Regions from separate parts of the Mus musculus genome. Here all the other regions are linked to region 1. Evidence: chromatin contacts called from public HiChIP or PLAC-seq data. All regions are on one chromosome and are shown on one strand. Each heading gives the region's core, a stretch centred on a gene start, on an enhancer-like site or on the middle of the called end of the contact. The rest is flanking DNA. Distances are from core to core; before and after follow the strand shown. Region 1 overlaps Ppm1l (protein phosphatase 1 (formerly 2C)-like). Region 2 has its middle 7.5 kb from the start of Arl14. Region 3 has its middle 17 kb from the start of Gm40070.

The links. HiChIP or PLAC-seq counts read pairs in DNA pulled down with a chosen protein or histone mark.
Region 2: an HNF4G HiChIP or PLAC-seq map of pancreatic cancer cells shows a contact between it and region 1. The contact joins two enhancer-like sites. A contact is called at or near these places in 1 of 115 datasets of contacts at active chromatin or transcription factors (pancreatic cancer cells) and 3 of 9 other capture datasets (adipose tissue, liver and pancreatic islet).
Region 3: a contact with region 1 is called in a FOXA1 HiChIP or PLAC-seq map of pancreatic cancer cells. The contact joins two enhancer-like sites. A contact is called at or near these places in 3 of 115 datasets of contacts at active chromatin or transcription factors (CD8 T cells, embryonic basal ganglia and pancreatic cancer cells) and 1 of 9 other capture datasets (macrophages).

The regions. Positions count from the first base shown.
Region 1 is chr3:69,438,784-69,442,435 of GRCm38.p6, reverse strand. All of the region lies in intron 1 of Ppm1l (protein phosphatase 1 (formerly 2C)-like), which reads right to left. Among named protein-coding and RNA genes, the nearest start is that of Gm52607, 22 kb to the left of the region's middle. Within about 2 kb of position 2,050, at least 62 of the 459 cell types and tissues checked have an H3K27ac peak or open chromatin away from gene starts, as enhancers often do. A contact at or near this core is called in pancreatic cancer cells, where this site is marked.
Region 2 is chr3:69,213,106-69,216,757 of GRCm38.p6, reverse strand. No RefSeq gene overlaps it. Among named protein-coding and RNA genes, the nearest start is that of Arl14, 7.5 kb to the left of the region's middle. Within about 2 kb of position 1,952, at least 18 of the 459 cell types and tissues checked have an H3K27ac peak or open chromatin away from gene starts, as enhancers often do. A contact at or near this core is called in pancreatic cancer cells, where this site is marked.
Region 3 is chr3:69,269,887-69,273,538 of GRCm38.p6, reverse strand. No RefSeq gene overlaps it. Among named protein-coding and RNA genes, the nearest start is that of Gm40070, 17 kb to the right of the region's middle. Within about 2 kb of position 1,573, at least 30 of the 459 cell types and tissues checked have an H3K27ac peak or open chromatin away from gene starts, as enhancers often do. A contact at or near this core is called in pancreatic cancer cells, where this site is marked.

The DNA.
Region 1 (3,652 bases), core at 801-3,300:
TGATGAGAGGAAGGCAAGCTCAGAATACTCTGAGGATCTTGGTCAGGAAATTAGGATGTTTGCTTCTGAGTTACAGAGAGCCATCTATGATGCTATGATGCTACATTTAACATGCAATGATCAGATAAGAACTCATTTTATGGCAACAATATAAAGGCATACATATAACAGAGACACATGAGCTACAGCTCTATCATTCTATCTGAAAACTAGAAAAGCAAAACTCAGACATTTAGACTTTTAAAAGAAAAACAGTTATCTCTAAGCCAGGTGTGGTACTGCACATCTTTAATCCCAGCACTTAGGAGGCAGAGACAGGAGGATCCCTGAGTTCAAGGCCAGCCTGGTCTACAGAGCCAGTTCCAGGACAGCCAGGCCTACAGACAAACCCTGTCTTGACAAACCAAAAATGAAAAAAGAAAAAAAAAAGAGTTATGTCTAAAACAATAATGATTTGTACCCTTTTCAATGAACTGCAAGGAATCCAATGACTAATTGCAACCTTCTTCACTCTTAGAGAAGACAGTGTGTAAAAATGTGACTTTTATCTTGCCTCTGGCCTCTTAAGGGTTGAGTCTGAGAAACACACATACACAGTGGGACAGATATACTATTAGCCACAGCGAAGATCATTCCTAACACTAACACTATCAGTCTACAAAATCCATAGCCTACTTACACTTTGCTAACACGTTTATATGTATGTTTTTCTTCATGGCTTTTTATAAAATCTTTTATTAACAAAAATTTAGCCAGTAGGGAATAGGAGAGTAGACCTTAATTAACTGTTCATACAAGTGATAAAGAAGGATTTCTAATACCTTAGGTCAGGCCGGTAAAGGAGGTGGGACAGGAAAGAAGAGGCTGGAGAAGGGCTGAGAAGGGTTTCTGGGCATCCTGAAGCCCACCAGAATTGCCAAGGGGCCTACACTACTCCTATCCTCCCCCAGACCTGCCATCCCCACCCATCTACAGGTTGATTCAAAAGGATAAGGTAAAGGTGACTGAGAGGAACAGACCACCAGTACCTTGCTCATGGAAAGAGAGTGTCTTTTTGGGAGGTGTCAAGTCATGCTCTGGAAGCTGAGGTCCAGAAATCAGAACTACCACACACTGAATTGCTTCTCTGAGACTTAACACTACTTCTTAGCTCAATAAACTTCTGGAAAGTTTTTAATAACGATACCGGGTTGTCACTTGGTTTAATGGTATACAAGATCTTATCTGTCACACTTTCTTTCCCTAGTACTTCAGGAAACCCTAAAACAGCATGAAAATGGCCCTGTTCCATGGTATGGAGGCTCTGGGCTGGATTAAATCCCTGGCACTAGTGCTCTGCTGCAGTGATCAGCTTTTAGAGACCATTCAGCTAAAGCTCACCTACTCAACCCCTGTTTACTAGGAAGTGGCTTCACAGTGGTTAGTAAGCGCATTAGTCACTGAAGAGTCACTATGAACAACGTTAGCATCATCAGCTCCGCGGGGTTCCTCGAACCACAGGGGCAGAGCTCAAACATCTGGCTAATCTCTACTGTCTATGGAGAAATGAGGCCCCTTGTCATTTCTTCAGTGTCATTGCTTTCCAATCCTCTGTCCTTTGTAGTAGGTTTCAGCAGCTACAAATCCCTGCACCCCAGGTCCCAGGAGAGCCATGAGTTTCTGCCCACTACATTTGTAGACCACTGCGTTATGCTGTCAGGTCAGCAAGTGTGGCATCTACTGCTTGTTCTACTTAAAGCTGTAGCCCACTGAGAAGGTTTCAATTGTAAAGTCTAATTAATCATACAGAGCTCCCCACTACTGAACATAGCTTTGCTATGAAGCCCTTTAATTGTCTGCAACTGCCTGGTTTCTCCCTCTCTTTTTTAAAACGCCCCATCACTTTGAATTTCTCTTTAGACAACAGTCATTTTCTTCCAATTTCATCCCGCATTTGGATGGTAAATTCTTGATGGATCGGAATTGTGTCATCCCTCTATTTAGATGAATAAATTGAGGCTTTAGAAAGTGGAACAACTTGTCAAATGATAGCAAGTGGCAACGTGGGGACTCACGCCAGCTCTGAGTAACTCTAGGCTCAGGCTAGTTCCTCCCCTTATCCTCTATATCCCTGAACCCTTCCTTAGACAGCAAGTTAGCAGTTCCTTTAGCAAAACAGGAACACAGCACACTGCCAGTTGGAGGTGGGAAACATTAAAGTGATGTTCTCCTGATGGGCCACCATTCCTCCAATCATACTCTGGGGGAACAACAGCAATAGCAACACCACAAGTAACTGAATTTGGGGGCCATTATTTTTATCTTTTAAAACTTATGAGAGTGGAGATGTAACTCAGTTGACAGAGTGTTTGCCTAATATGTACAGAACTCTGGGTTCAATCCCCACCATGTTAATAGCTAGCCAGGGTGGCAGACATCAGTACTCTTAGCACTCAGGGGTTGGAAGCAAGAAGATCATAATTCCTGGCCATCCTTGTCTGTAGAGTGAGTTCAAGTCCGGCTTGGGATACATAAAAGCCGGTCTCAAACAAAGGTTTTTTAATGGGAAAGGAAAGGAAACTTGAAAAAGTTAGATGGATACTGGCAGCTTTATTCAGGACACGTGAGATCATTTAGCACAACCCTATACTGTGGTGCATGGAGTTCTGAGTGTATATGTTTCATATTTTAAAAGACATAGGACATTAACATTTCTTGTTACATATCATGAAATACAACTATCCTTCATGAATTTCACATAATTCACTAGGAGAGTATCTTGTAGCAAGGAGCTTTAACAGTAGCATTTCACAGTACAACACATACAGTAACTGACTTCAAAGCCATGAAAAAAACAAACCCGCGTTTATTGCCAGCATTTCTTTCCCCGTCAATCCTCTTCTATCCCTTTTGGTAGCTTGCTTATGGCAGTGCATAAATGTATATACCAAAACTCACGTAACTTGTCAAATGCTTGCCCTTTATTGTATGTAAATTATAATTCAATAAAGTAAACCTAAAGTCTTAAGCATGCATTTAAATAAATTGCCAAGCCAAATGCTCTAAGATCTACCATTACTAGGATTACAGCTGGCAGCAGCCTACTCTGTGCCAGCGCACGGTGATTAAGTGCAGCAACCCACACGGCGTCTGACATTCAATGAGGAAGTCACAAAAAAGTAGAATGTGCTTCACACCATGATTAATATAGGATCCCTATATTTAGTTTCTGTTTGAACATTTCCCCTCCTTTCCCTCCATCCCTGAACCCTGCTGAGGACATAGTATAAATCTGAAGGCTAAAGATCACAAAGTTTTGATGAATGAAACAGACAAGAACATGACAGACTCTTGCAGGACAAAATGAACTCCCACCCCCACCCCCGTTGTCATTTTTAAACTAATTGTAGTTATTTAAAGTAACCTTCGAGCGTGCATCAAAGTAAGCTGGGGACAGCAATGACGTGGGCTCTTTACACACTTTTATCTACAGCAGATAGAACCACGTTCCTTCCCAGAGAGGCATGTTCAGATTCTACTGCTATAGTTCTGGACGAATGTCTGTGGATGACCATACTTGGAAATGAGAGAGAACGAGAGGGGGAAGAAAGGAAGAAAACAACAATAACAAAACCCAAAAGTCCAGTACCATCTCTTGGAGTCAGAGCCTTAT
Region 2 (3,652 bases), core at 703-3,202, 230 kb after region 1:
TTCTTCGTTTTGTTTTTTGTTGTTTGTTTTATTGAGACAGGGTTTCTCCGTGTAGCCCTGGCTGTCCTGGAACTCATTCTGTAGACCAGGCTGGCCTCGAACTCAGAAATCCACTTGCCTCTGCCTCCTAAGTGCTGGGAATAAAGGCGTGTGCCACCACTGCCCGGAGGCTGCTTCCTTCTACAAACTAATTTTACCTTAAAGTTGTATGCTAAGGGGTGTGTCTGTATTCCAGTTAGAGGGGTCAAAGGTGTGGTGGGTCTGCATTCCAGCTGGATCACACAGATGTAAGTCTGTATGTAATCCCTTGCCTCTCTGTAGCCTTTGCTGAATTAAAATTCTTCTACAGATGAGGTTGCTGCTATGTCCATGCCTTTACACTCATTCTCATCAAAGCACAGGTCCCTTTTTAGTGTAATTAAAGAAAAATCAGTAAGTTGGGGGAATATCACAGTCCAATGAACACATGAACTGTGTTATTCTTTCTTTTCAATATCAGGGAATAGAACAATTTTGGTTTAGGGTCCTACAAATATTTCAACATCTTTTGATCCTCTCTCAAAACACATAGGAATTCTCTTGTCTTACATAAACTCAAGTGAAAGCGAGCAATTTGGTTACTTGCAAGTTGTTTTTAGATTTTGCAAATAAATGTAGGACTGTGAGCAAGTCACTGGCCCACTTTGCACTATCAGGAATCCGGGGACTCATGAGATGGCTAAGAGAGTAAAAGCCTTTCTTTCTTCTGTCCCTGCAATGCAAATGATGAGACAAAGAACTAACTCTTGAAAGTTATTCCATGACCTCTAGTCACACACCCATGCAAATGCATAAATAAAATAAGCAAATTAAAGTATTTTTAAATGTTTGTTAAAATGCAGGCATAAAAACTCAAACATTTAAAAGTTTTTCTTACCTTGGAGAGGAGAAACAGAAGGTCCCAAGCTAGCAGACCACTTGGTACTATATGTAATAGTAAGCTAACCAAATGAACGAGAGACTCACTTCTTCCCCCCACCCCCAGATAAAGAATGTATATCTACATATGTTACCTTTTGTAGACCTAGAACATTGCCTGCTTCTTTCTCTCTCTCTCTCTCTCTCTCTCTCTCTCTCTCTCTCTCTCTCTTTCTCCAAATGTCTTACAGAAATATGTGATCCTCCTGAGGACAACTCAGTGTATCCTCACAGTTGAAAATATCCATAACCCTTGGGTCTCTGCACCATCCCTGCATTTCTTTTAGACAGGACAAATTTTGGGTGGAAAGGTAGGTTGATGTCCTTATCCCTCCTCTGGGGTTCCTGCCAGGCTACAGGAGATGGCCTCTTCAGGTTCCATCTCCCCTCTGTTAGGCATCTCCACTAAGATCACCTGCATTGACTCTTGGGAGCCTCCCCAATCCCAGGTCTCTGGGACTTCCTAGAGATTCTCCTCTCCTCCCTATCCCCACTCCGAATGTCAGTGGCTCAACTTAGCACCAAAGATCCCAGTCTGGGCAGCTGCCTGGACCAAGTAGATGTCCAAAGGCTGTGCAGAACTGGCCTTGAATCTCACTGGCTGAGCCACACTGGAGAGCTGGCCCCACCTCTCACCAGCTATAGCACAGGAGAGCAGGCTCTGAACCTTGCCTGGGCAGCACAATAGAACTGGTCATGGGGGTGGGGAAAGGGGCATGAGGGAAGAGGGGAACTGTGAAACTCAGCTTAGTGGTATAAATAAGGAAGAGCTGGTAAGCTGACCAAATCAGGCCCACCCAGGCCCAGATCCAGGGCTTTGAGTTGGCCCATGCAAAAATCTACCTCATCTATTAACTGTTGGGGCATAAGAAGGGGGCAGTCTTGCTGATCCAAAGCTGCAGGATCTCTGTGACATAGGATAACCAAGAGGTGTCCTAGAGAGGATCCAATATTGATGGTGTCTCAGAACCCAGAGGCCATGACTCAGACTAATGACTCAGTGCAATGGACATCCGCAAGTAAAGATGTGTGGACAAGAGTGTGCCGCCTGACACTGTGACACACTGCACCTTCCACAAGGAGATGTCGTCTATGCTTTGTTTTGTTTTGTCTCGTTTATTTATTTTTTTATACTTTCTTTTGCGGGGAGGTTGCAAGGGCAGATACAGAGGGATGGGGAGCTGAGTGGGCCTGGGGTCATGATGTGAAACTCATGAAGAACCAATAAAAAGTTTAAAATAATACCTGAGATGCTGGAGAGATGGCTCAGCAGTCAAGAGCACCATCGCGTTCTTCCCAAGGCCCAGAGTTCTCGTCCCAGCACCCACGTCAGGTGCTCACAGCCACCTGTAACTCCAGCTGTCACATGGAAGTCCAGCTCCTCTGGTCCCTTCCCCCGCTGGCATTCACTTTCACAGACTCACACACATAATTAAAAACAACAGACACGAGCCATGATGGAACATGTCTTTAAGCACTCAGGAGGCAGAGGCAGGCAGATCTCTGAGTTCCAGTCCAGCCTGGTCTAAAGATTAAAAGCTCCAGGATAGAGGGGGCAGAGAAACCCTGTCTCAGCAGCAGCAACAACAAAATAAATATGAATCATTTTGAAGATAACTGAAAAATAGCCTTGATTTCTAAGCCTTTTCCAATCGAGGAACGATGTGACGATTGCCATGAGAGCATTTCATTCTTGAGAAAATATGTCCCACTACACTGGCTCTTACCCTCACACTCGCTGTGTCACCCACCTTTCCAATAAAGTTAAAATGAACAGGAGGAAAATATAGCACAAGAGAGGCAAGATGGAGTCTACAGTTGGAACAGGAGTGGTACCATCACACCCCTTATCCTGATGAAGATGAAGGATTTAAGAACAATGACTCAGGCACCTCTGACCCCAGTAATACATGAAGCAGCCAGTATTTTCTGAATTCTGGCTAGCCAGCAAGAATCAGGGGCAAAACAAAAGAAAACACACACACAAAGAAACTACCACCAACAACAAAGCAAACAGACAAAATAACAAAACAGGACTCTGTAACCCAGACCACCACTAACCTAGTTGGTTCCCTTCCAGCTTCAGTGAGTGGTAAAACCGTGGCTGGCTCAGGTCGACACTGCTTTAGCGCTGTTCATCTCTACATCAGCTAACTGTGGCAAGCACTACCTTACTACTGTTTGTTTCTTAAAAGTCCGCCCTTTAAGAAATAACCGAAAGTAGAACTTTTTTTCTTTTTTAACTTTAAAAGTGGGGCTGGAGAGATGATTCAGAAGTTAGAGTGCCTGTTGCTTTTCTAACACCCACTTGGGTGGCCCACAATTGCCTGTAACTCCAGCTGTAGGGGGTCTGAGCCACTCTCCTGGCACCTGCAGGTGAAAGACTCCGAAAAGAACCCCTCGCTCAGGCCTCAGGACAATAACGGACACCCAAGAACCCACGATAGACCGAGCTTGTTGCAAACCACATGAGGCTTTATTCGGGGAAAGCCAGAGCTCTGGGGACGACTCATATCCCACGCAGGGGTAGAGGAGTCAACCTCGAGGGGAAAGAGGTCCCAGTTTTTATAGGCCCTCGGGGGGAAAGGAGAAGGGGGAGAGTAGGGGATTTCCAGATCTAAACAATGTCTATTCTCAAGAAATGGGTTTGGGAGGGGTACAAGGAAAGAGTCTGGTGCAGGTGTAGCAACTCCGG
Region 3 (3,652 bases), core at 324-2,823, 170 kb after region 1:
GCTATCCTGGGTCACGCAGCAAGATTCTCCCCCGCACCCACCCCCAAGTCTGAACCTAAAGTTATAAATGTTCCCTTACCCACATGCACTTACTTATGAATACTTCCACTGGCTTTCCGATACTCTTATTTTGCTTTCTGTAGTGTATGAGTGTGAGCTCAGAGCTGAACACAAAACTGGGCAAGCCTTCTCTATGCTACGCCCAGGCCCATCCTACTTTAGTAATCCTACTTAATGACCACATTTAACTCGATGACCACACTTTAACTGCATAGATTTAAGCAGAGTCCTCACTGGTTCTATCTCTGGCCACTATTTCTTAAAGATCATTGATCATTTTTTTATTTCCTTGAATTATTTCTGCCGACTCACATTTAATTGGAATAAATTGTGCAAACATATTTTTCTCAAAGTAGGCATAGTTTCTATGTACAAAAGGGTTAAACTGGGTATGTTGTTGCATACGTGGCCGTTCCACTCACAGCCTTCTGTGTCTATCGAGGCACTGTTTCTGGTGTGTTCCGGAGGCGAAGCTCAAGGTCAGTCAGAGTGGATTCACTGTGCGGGGCTTTCCCTGGGCTGTTCACGTCTGCCCTCACCCGCTTCACATCTCTTCTCAAGTTCAGCCTCCTTCCTGCTTAGCTCCTGAGTCTGTGTCTCTGTGTGTGTCTATGTGTCTGTGTGTCTCTCTGTGTGTTTTATGTGTGTGTCTCTGTGTGGTGTGTGTGTCTCTCTGTGTCTATATGTGCTGTGTCTGTGTGTCTCTCTGTGTATATATTTCTCTCTGTGTGTCTGTGTGTATTGTGTATGTATCTGTGTGTGTGTGTGTGTGTCTGTGTGTGTTGTGTGTGTGTTCTCTCTCTTTATGTGTCTGTGTGTCTCTGTGTGTCTGTATCTCTGTGTGTGTCTTTGTGTTCTCTCTCTCTGTGTCTGTGTCTCTGTGTGTCTGTGTGTTGTATGTGTGTCTGTGTGTCTCTGTATGCATCTCTGTATTGTCTGTCTGTCTCACTCTATCTCTGTGTGTGTGTGTGTTGTATGTCTCTGTGTGCATCTCTGTATGTGCGTGTGTGCTTATGTGTGTGTGTGACATAGGCCCTAGAATTTGAATTCAGGTCATCGAGCATGGTGACAAGTGCCTTTATACACTGAGACACTTCTCCAGCCTCCATCAACTTTTCCTAATATTTATTTCTAGAATTTTCAATTATCTAAAAATAAAAGCAGTTCAAAAGTACGATCTAAATAGATTAGTTATATCTGTTATCCTGCTGCCCATAAAATCACCACAAACCCAACACTGGAAAACAACTTGTTTCCCTTCCTATGGTGTAGGGGGTTTGCTGTGTCTACCTGAGTGTGCCGCTGGGGTCACACAATTGTAATCAAGGTACTGACAGGGCTCTATTCCCACTTGCGCATCTGACTGTTTGTTGGCAGAGTCCCTCCCCCAGGCGGTGGTGGGGCTGCAGGCCATGATTGAGAGCCGCCAACATTCCTCTGGCTGCAGTGCTCAGCAGCTCCTCCAGACCACGATTAGCTCTTAGCAGCCACAGGCAGTTCTCTGCCATGTTAAGTTTCCTAAACATGCCTATAACGTCATCAAGTCAGCAAGGAGTGGTGATGTGAGTCACTGTCCTCCCAGCCAAGAAAGCACCATCTCGGGGAGTTCAGCTGCATCCTCTGGCAAAAGAATTATCCCAACTGAGCTTGTTGACCACTTACACACACACACACACACACACACACACACACACCCCAATGAGGCACGGGATCATAAGATCCTCTCCTGAATATCCAGCTTCACCCTATGATCTGTTGTACACAATTCTGCTTTAATTGTACTTGAGCTTGGGGAAGGGCTAGAGTATATAAGCCAGGCAAGACGGTGGTGGGGGGGGGTCCATCTATGTGGCTATGTGGAAGCCTTCATCCCTGAGTGCTAAAGTCTTATCATGTGCAACCTGTTGTAAGGGGAACACCTACACCCTTTAGGCAGTTCCTCACCTATGCTCTGTTAAGAGTTCCCAAAATACTCATTAGTTCTCCAGACTCAATGCCTCAGTTTGTTGTTGACCTTAGGAATAGGGGAAGACATCATTTTTGTCTCCTGCAGGGAAGACATTTTCACAACATGAGTCAATAGACTACGTTTACTAGCAAGACAGTCTTCTACAGCAAATGTCGATCACAGAAGTACTTCCCATTACCTTTGTTACATTCTTTTGGTCGGTGCAAAACAGTAGATGTGATAGTCATCTTTTTGACACTGTAACAGAAAAAAACAAAAACAAAAAATAAAAAACAAACAAACAAACAAAAATGGAGAAGATCAACTTAAAAAAGGTTGGGTGGGGCATGGTGGTGCATACCTTTAAACCCAGCACATGCAGAGGCAGGAGGATCTTTGTGAATTCCAGGCCAGCCTGGTCTACATAGGGAGTGCCAGGCCAGGTCAGTCATAACTACATAGAACAACCTGTTTCCACCCTTCCTGACACACACACACACACACACACACACACACACGCACGCACGCACGCACGCACGCACGCACGCACACCACGAAGCAAAGTTTTTTGCTCATGGCTTCAGTTCCTGTGACATCAGTTTGTTGTTCCAAGACTATGTCAGCAAAGAACATCATGGTGGAGGAAGCCTGTTAACTTCAAGGCAGGAAGAGACAGGGAAAGGAGAGAGAGATGGAAGGAGACAAGAGCCTAGGGTCCAGACATCTGCCTAACTGACCAGCTTCCTTCTTCTAAGCGCCCCTTCCTAGATACCACCGATTTTCAAGTAATGCCAAGCTAAAGACCTTACTGAACACAGACGACATGCCAAATCCACACCATAGTGGAGGATTCATGAAAGACTTGGACTGCAAATGGTGATCATGATGGTCACCACAGATGGTTAGTAACTGACCGTGATGCAATGGAAATGCTTCCTCCTCATCATCCTCCCCTCCTTCCTCTTCTTCTTCCTCTTCTTCTTCCTCTTCTTCTTCCTCTTCTTCTTCCCCCTTTCACCTCCTCCTCCTCTTCCCTGCTTCTTTCTTCTACTTTCTGTCCTCTCCCTCCTCTTCCCTTCCCTTCCTGTGTGTGTGCCTGTAGATACGTACATTTACATGTATGCAGGAATATATGTGTGTGCACAGGTGTGTGTGTGTGCCCATGTGTATGGAAACCCCGGGTTCACGTCAGGATTCTTCCTTAGTTGCTCTCCACTTTGCTCACTGAGGCAGGTTCTCTCACTATGAACCCAAAGCTTGCTGACTCTGGGTCCAGGCTATCCAAACTCTTTCGACTGCTGAGTCATCAACGTAAACCGCTGCAGCGTTTTCTTGAGCTATCAAGTTTATCTTATGGTGGACAGGGATACAGTTTTATAGTTAATTTTAGAATAAGATTATGTGTTGTGTGTGTATAGTTTTATAAAGTTATTTTTAGAATTTGTGTGTACTATCTAGTTTGCAGTTATACATTTTTCAAACCATATTTACTGCGGTTGTAAAAATCATAATCACAATTCATCCTACTAAATATTTGGTATTATCTGGTCCTTTTTAAATTCGTGCTAGCAGTGGACTGCTTTTTTTTTGTATTTGTATTTTTTAATGTGTGTGAATTTTTTGTCTGCATGTATGTCTGTCTGT